Linked DNA regions of Capsicum annuum: region 1 is linked to region 2. The links are chromatin contacts, called in public Hi-C maps. All regions are on one chromosome and are shown on one strand. The core of a region is the stretch at or near the end of the contact, and the rest is flanking DNA. Distances in the headings are between cores, read along the strand shown. Region 1 holds the start of LOC107845693 (probable LRR receptor-like serine/threonine-protein kinase At2g16250). Region 2 holds the start of LOC107845695 (MLO-like protein 4).

The links. Hi-C and Micro-C count contacts between places; a contact is called where the count stands out from the background.
Region 1: a contact with region 2 is called in a Hi-C map of leaf, with 2.0 times the contacts expected there. The contact joins the promoter of LOC107845693 here to the promoter of LOC107845695 in region 2. A contact is called at or near these places in 2 of 5 Hi-C or Micro-C datasets (leaf and placenta).

The regions. Positions count from the first base shown.
Region 1 is chr10:122,055,258-122,058,967 of UCD10Xv1.1, forward strand. It overlaps LOC107845693 (probable LRR receptor-like serine/threonine-protein kinase At2g16250), which reads left to right and starts at 1,854. Exons shown (of 4, transcript XM_016690144.2): 1 at 1,854-3,710. The coding sequence starts at 2,250.
Region 2 is chr10:121,746,839-121,750,812 of UCD10Xv1.1, forward strand. LOC107845695 (MLO-like protein 4) reads right to left here and starts at 2,090. Exons shown (of 13, transcript XM_047398123.1): 1 at 1,569-2,090; 2 at 1,420-1,477; 3 at 1-101. The coding sequence starts at 1,694.

The DNA of each region.
Region 1 (3,710 bases), core at 604-3,103, 310 kb after region 2:
CACAACTTATATCCATCCACATCTCTCGCTTTAGTGCCTACCCATTTAGTTTCTTGGACACACGCTACACTAACCTTCCTATTTCTAAGAATCTTCACCAGCTCTATAGACTTACCCTGCAAAGTACCAATGTTCCAAGATCCAACTCGAAACCTAGAAGCTCTCTTATCCCGCCTAACCTTACTACCCCTAGCCTCTAACCCCATACACGATCCTAGACCCGACCCAGACCCAGACCCAACACCTTCTGACCCCGACCCCGACCCCGACCTATGACATAACCCTTATCTACCATCTTCAATCACCGCTACTATGCAAACAAAGGGGAAAGGAATGAAAGAAAAAAGGGAAGAAAGATAACAAAGAGGGATCAAGATAAGGTAAAAAGGGCACACTAGTTACAGTGAAGTCAATAAAGGAGCTAGGGACACAACCAACAATCTATAATAGATAGAGAGAGTAACAAAACCAATAATATAACACAAATTTTGATAAACAATAGTCAATAGCGGGAACTAATACTACCACAATTAATGAATATGCTAGTAAATCAAGTAACAGTAATCAGACAAGGTAACACACTCCAAAACTACTAAGAACAATAAAAAGATTCACACATAAAACCCTATTACAAAGTAACCAATCAACAAAAAATTTGACACCCACAACCAGATAATCAGCCAAGAATAGTATAGAACACTACCAGTATCAAGAAAGCTAAATACAACTAGAAAAGATGGATCGAGTGCACCTGATCGAAGCTGGGTTATATCTGTATACTTGGTTGAGTCGCTAGATTTCGGCAATTAGCGGTAGAAATTAATCGCCGGAATAGTATCGTCGTAATAGTGTCACCGGAATAGTGTTACTGGAATAGTGTTCCTCAATAATGAACCAACCTCCAAAATCGATATTCAAAAAATTAAAGCTCGAAACTGGTCGCGATGAATGGATTGAGTCAAACGGGATCCCGAGACTCAAACCAGTAGCGAAACCCGATGAATCTGAATCAAGAAACGCGACTGAACAACCAACCCGTATATAAAACTATCACAAAAATCAATTCGAATAGGACTAATTTCAGTAAAAATCCATTGTTGGTTCACGTCCGACGAGTCTTAATATTATCCAACCGGTTCTATTTAAAAATCGAAAGAAACGAAGAATTTCAACTTGGAATATCAACCAGATCTGGTTCATGGTTGTTGTTGGGGTGGTGGCGGCTTGGTGGATCTGGAAGCTCGCCGGTGGTCAAATCCGGCGAAGCAGCGACGGCTAGTAGGTTTTTAGGTGGTGGTTTGTGCAGCTGGTGAAGGAGGAGAAGGGAGAGGTATCGTGCGGTGGTGGGGGATTTCGTGGTGGCTGGTTGTTTGTCTGCGAGAAGCTCTCCGGTGAAGGAGATGGTCTTTGAGAGAGATGGTCTCCGGTCAATCGATACTTTCGATTTTAAAATATCCAATCAAATCACGACATAAGATATTTCATAAAGATTAGACGATGAAATAACCCAACCCATCCAAATGCAAGTTTAACCAAATAAAAGACGCCAACATTAGTGATTTGCAACTTAAAGAGAGGAACAAGGCAAATAGAAAAAACTGTGTTTTATCCATATTGAATATAAAAAATAGTCGAGTGAATAAATTTTCCTTGGGTTTTGAAGTATTGCAAGTAAAACTTTAGGACCATAGAAACTCATATAATTCAAATCGTTACAAGTGTAACACCAGGACAATCTCCTGATCACTTATACAGAAGAAGGATTAAAAAGGGAATGAATGGTTCACGTAGCAGTGAAAGAGTATATCGCATTTTATAAACTTAAAAGAACAAGTTCAACAATTTGTTGTCATAACAGCAACAATGTTTCATTCCCCAAGAAGCAATTTACAAGTTACTCCCTCTCTTCATTATGTCAAAATAAATGAGGTAAATTGGGTTTGCCCATCTTTAATAATGGGTCATGTCCAACCCATTATAAGCTGGGCGGATTGGACGGTCATTTGGGCTTGGATCAAATTTACTTCTGACCAACTTCTATTCTCTTCTCTATCACCCATCAACTGAAAAAAGGGGGGGGCGGGGAGGGGACCGAGTAGGTAGAGGGAGAAGCGAAGTGGGATGAGTGTAATAGCAGTAATACTAGTAGAACAATATATTAGTACTATACTTTTCAAGACCAAGAATCAAACCCAACTTTCCAAAAAAAAAAACATATAGAATCACATATTTGTTTACGGTCTCTATGAATGTCAAGAATGAGGTACCAATTGGGTTACATTTGTTTCTTGCTTTTCTTGATTTTTGATTCTACATTCGAGCAAGAAGAGAGATTGGCATTGCTTCAGCTGAGATCTTCTTTAGGATTAAGAGCCAAAGAGTGGCCTATAAAGGGTACTCCTTGTTTAAACTGGCGAGGTATTACTTGCAAGAATGGTCGAGTTACTCAGATAAACATCTCTGGTTTTAAACGTACACGAACTGGGAGTCAAAATCCTCAATTCTTGGTTGATGCTCTTCAAAATTTGACTCTTTTGGAGTCATTTAATGCATCAAATTTTGCACTTCCTGGTTCTGTTCCTGAATGGTTTGGTATTAGTCTTGAATCTTTACAGGTTCTTGATCTTAGGTTCTGTTCAATAACTGGTGCTATTCCTTCCACTCTCGGCAATTTGAGTAGTTTAGCTGTTTTATACATATCTAGTAATGGTCTTAGTGGAATGGTGTCTTCAAGTTTGAGTCGACTGGAAAGTCTTTCAGTTCTTGATCTTTCACACAATTCGCTCGTCGGTTCGATTCCTGCATCATTTGGCTCTCTTGGAAACCTTACTTTTCTTGATATTTCCTCAAATTTATTGTCCGGGGTTATTTCTCCTGTCATTGGGAATGTTGCCTTCAAGAAATTGAAATTCTTGAATCTTTCTCAGAATATGTTTTATGGGAATCTACCGCCTGTAATTTGGAGATTCAGTTTTCTTGATCTATCAGACAATTATTTCCAAGGCAAAGTTCCTGAGCACTACGGGCAAAGTAACGTATTCTTTAATAGAAATTGCCTACAAAGATTGGAAAGTCAAAGGGATACAAGTGAATGTGCATCTTTCTATGATGAGCATGGCTTGCTATTTGATAATTTTGGAGAGTCAAATGCCATGGAGCTTCCGGCTCCTAATAAATCTGACAAGACGAGTCACAAAAATGTAATCATATCAGCTGCTGTTCTAGGGGGTGTTGGAATTATTGCTATTGTGATAATCTTTGTATTGCTGCTGATTTGTTGCTGCAAAAGGGGCGGGACGAATCAAACGTTCACTGGTGTAGAGCCTGTTCCTATTAGCGCAAGTCCTCCCCCACCTCCAGGTGCATCATTGAAATTTTCAAGTTTAGGAGTAGCATTTAGCTACCTGCAGATCCTTCAAACAACTGGTGATTTCAGTGATGCAAATCTTATTAAGCATGGACATTCAGGTGATATTTTCCATGGAATTCTGGAAGATGGGATTCATGTAGTAGTTAAAAGAATTGATTCTAGCACAGTTAAAAGGAAAGCATACAAGTTAGAATTGGACTTCTTCAGCAAAGTTTCTCATTCTAGATTAGTCCCTCTTCTGGGACATTGTTTAGAGAGTGAAAATGAAAAGTTTCTGGTATACAAATATATGCCAAATGGAGATCTCGCTAGTTCTTTGTTCAGAAAAAAGAATACAGAT
Region 2 (3,974 bases), core at 840-3,339:
GTAGAATTTACTACTGAAAAGGGACGAATTCACACAAATTTGAGAAATCTGCCTTGCGCATTGTCCCAACAACAAAGAAATTAGCCCAAGTAGCATCAACTCTGCCCCAGTAAGACATAGAAGAGAAAAAGAAAATCACCCACATGGTTTATATGCCATAGGTGCTTCAGGTAAATATAAAAAGATCATCAATCAGAAGTAGCATAATTGAGCATCGAAGTTGAAACTAAGATTCTGTTTTTGCATTTCTGGTTGTTAATTAACCAGCGAAAGGCAACTGTTAAGAAAGAATGGGAAGCAATGAAAGGCTCTTGTGAACTTTATACAAAGCCAAAGCTACGAATAAAGTATAAAATGAAACAAAAAAAAGAATGACCAACTACTTTACAAACATTTCAATAAGACTATACCTCAATCACAAACTAGTATTGGGAAAAATTATCATGAAAACATGGCTGTATAGAACAAAGGGCCACCTGACATCAAAGTGATTTTGGAGAAAGAGTTAGCATAGAGGTATCGGATGGAGCTTCATTCTACGTGTCACTGTGTTAAGTACCCGGAACATAGCATATTCATTTTTTCTGCTTCTGTCTTGTTGCTGGATCAACAGGATAGTTGTTAGGAAAACAAGCAGGAAGTTTTGGACCAAAGTCATAAAAGAAGAAGAAAAGGACTTGTGGCCATAAGACACATCAAAAGGACAAAAGGACAGACACGTCAGCTAGGTCCACACAAGATCCCGCAAATTGCAGGAGAATAATAGCTGACGACACATAATGGTATTTTCAGATGGAATATTGCTCCAGTCAAGCATTCTTATTGGCTGGTGTATTTCCTTTCTTGCCTATAATAGTAGAGTGGCTTTTATTCACTTGTAAAGAGGGAATTTTGATAGTACGAAGGACTATACTATTATTATTGTTCTCCAAGTTTTCTCTTGTACTTACTGATTAAGTCTTATCCTCCACAACTATTCATATTTATACCTTCGATTCTGGAACTTGCTGCACTAAGTTATCTTTGTAATCAAGCTGAAACAACAGCATCTGAGCATTACTATCTCGTTACTTATTTCTTTAAGTGATCGTTTTTAATTAACTTATCTCAAAAGATATTTACTTGTTTAACAACTAACTAACAAGTTAAATTGATCCATGTGTCCTTGTCCTCGACCTCGTGACAAATTTAACTGACCCAATTTCAAAATAAACAAATAGTAAGGCAATTATATGAATCTTGTATGCTTTACGTTCAGTTTGTTTTATTCAGGCCCATTCATTCCAAATCTAAAAAAAGTTAGAAAAAGTTCCAACTATACTAAATCTTTTAGTCCTATTGCAGAGAGAGGTCAGGAATATAAGTCAATTGCGTTAGAACAAGCATTAAAAGATAGATGTGAAATAAACAATTGCTCACCTTCCTTTATCTTCTCCACAGAAGCAAAAAGAGCTTTTCTTCTAGTCTTTTTCAACCACTGCATATAAACACAACCTCACAGCTTAGTAAGAAAAGAGTAGCGTTGGTAGTGTGCTTACTAAAATAGAAGTCCGATATTGACTACTCACCCTTCCACATCGGTAAATGGAACGTTCCACAAACAAGCAAACAAATACCATAACTGTGGTGACTGTTGCCACTGACCACGTTGGTGTTTCCTCCAATGACCTTCCTTCCCTGAAAACGCCTTCCATATATCCTTCTTCACTTTCTTGGAAATCAAGATCTAGCTAGTGGCGGGGTACTGAAAAGGCTACACATATTTGTCTTCAACAATATATATATATATATATATATATATATATATATATATAAAGATCTAGCTAGTGGCGGGGTACTGAAAAGGCTACACATATTTGTCTTCAACTATATATATATTACGATCCACCATGGAATCTTCCTCTTAATTTCTTTCAATCGCTTTTGTTGGACTAAAATAGAAAGAAATTTGGCTAACTTGCTAATTCCTGTTTGACTAAAATAGGAGTAAACTGTAAGGTAAGAATAAAAAATGGGAAAAAGCCCAGCTACAAATGCGTTGGGAGCTGCTAAGATCTCTTTCCTTTTGCTCCCCCCGAGTCCGACCACTCACATGCATGCTGACTCTAACTTCCAAACTTCCGGTTTTTGTGCGTGTAATTATAAAACTACGCCATTTCATAATAAATAAATTATTGAATTTTAATATACATATTAAGAAAAAATATTAAAAACATAAAATTAACATAATTTTTCATTTTTATCCAAAAAAAAAAAAAATTGATCTTATAATTTAACCTTTTCAAAAGTTAATTAGTTATCAAATTATAAGGACAAATTTAAAAAAAAATTCAATGATTCACTTATTTTGAAACACCAATAAATACCCCAACAATTCACTTATTTCGAAACGGAGGGAGTACTTACTTACAAGGCTATATAAAGTCTTTTCATAATTATAATCAAATTTGGATCAAAAAATTGTGATCATTTAACACATTTCTTTATTTAATATTATATAATATTTAATTTTATTCTTTATTTTATATTATTTAACTTTACCTCCTATTTCAGTCCATCCAATCACATCAAAACAAAAATATTTTTTATTTTTTAAATTTCTTTTTTAAAAAATTTTAAACTTTTTTCTTATTTCACCCTCTATCCCAACCTTGACCCCACCTCTAACCAAACCCCCAGCCTAATTCATTTAAAAAAATGTATCTCAAAAGAAAAATTCTAAATTTTTTCTCACCCTACCCTCACCCATCCCCTACCACCCCCAACAAAAACATATTTTTTTAATTTACTTTATAAACAAAAATTTAAAAACAAATTCTTACCCTATCACCTAACTTACTCCTACCCCGACCTCCCACTCTCCCACCGTTATCTATTTTTAAAAAATTATCTTTTTTTTTATCGCACCTCCTTATTCTATTCGTTCTCATTGTTTTGTGTTAAATATATATAAATGCTATTAGAAAACATTTTTCTACTTGCATAACACAAGAAAATAAGTAAGAAACAATTTATTTTCCTAGAAAATATTTTTTTGATTCCATACCGAATATAGTTGTAGCATACACAAAAGAATCATTCAAACTTTGTACTTATTGTTGGTGTCACATCTCAAAACATCAAAACAAATTAAAAAATTTACTATAAAAAATAAATCCAGTTACATTTATTTTGATCTACACTTTTATTGATTTTGATAAAATTTACATAAATTTAATAACTTAATATATATTTACATTGCATAATTTGTGACAAATTCGTAGGAGAAAAGTTATTGTATTTATAATTATTGATAAATTTAATATTTATAATATTTAAGAGTATTTTAGTAAACTTGTCAGTTACAATACAATATAATACCGTCAAACCAAACAGCAAAATTGTCATTAAACAATAATAAACGATACAAATCATTCAAATATTGTATTGTATTATATTGTACAGTATAATATCATACCATGCAATACCGCACATTATGAAATCATGATAAACCGCCATCCAAATTGATACAAGCATGAAGAGCACAAAGAAATACAAGGCATGGTCAAAGGCTCAAGTTTTGAAATTAGCAAGTGTTTGGAGCTTTTAAAGTCTTGTCAAGTTGAAGGAGAAGAAGGAAATCAATACACTCAAGAGGCGTCTCACTTAAAGGGCAAGAAGAATTTTTCACCTTATATTCCAACACCCAAGAGGTGCCCTAAGTTAGGGCTACTATGGTCCTTTAAGACTCTCCTTTTACACTCCAAAGAAGCACCCTTCATTAAGGGTATTTTAGTCATTATTATGTCATAGTATAAATAGACCTATTAGCTTCTATTTTCCTTAGACTTTGATAAATTAAAAAAGGGTATTGCTCTTAGTGTAGTTTCTTTCCTTAGTGTAAGGCTTGGAAAAGCCATCTTAGTATAGGTCCTGAAAAAGATATCCAAATTTGATAGATTAATACATTTGATGGATTTCTCTTGTATTGATCA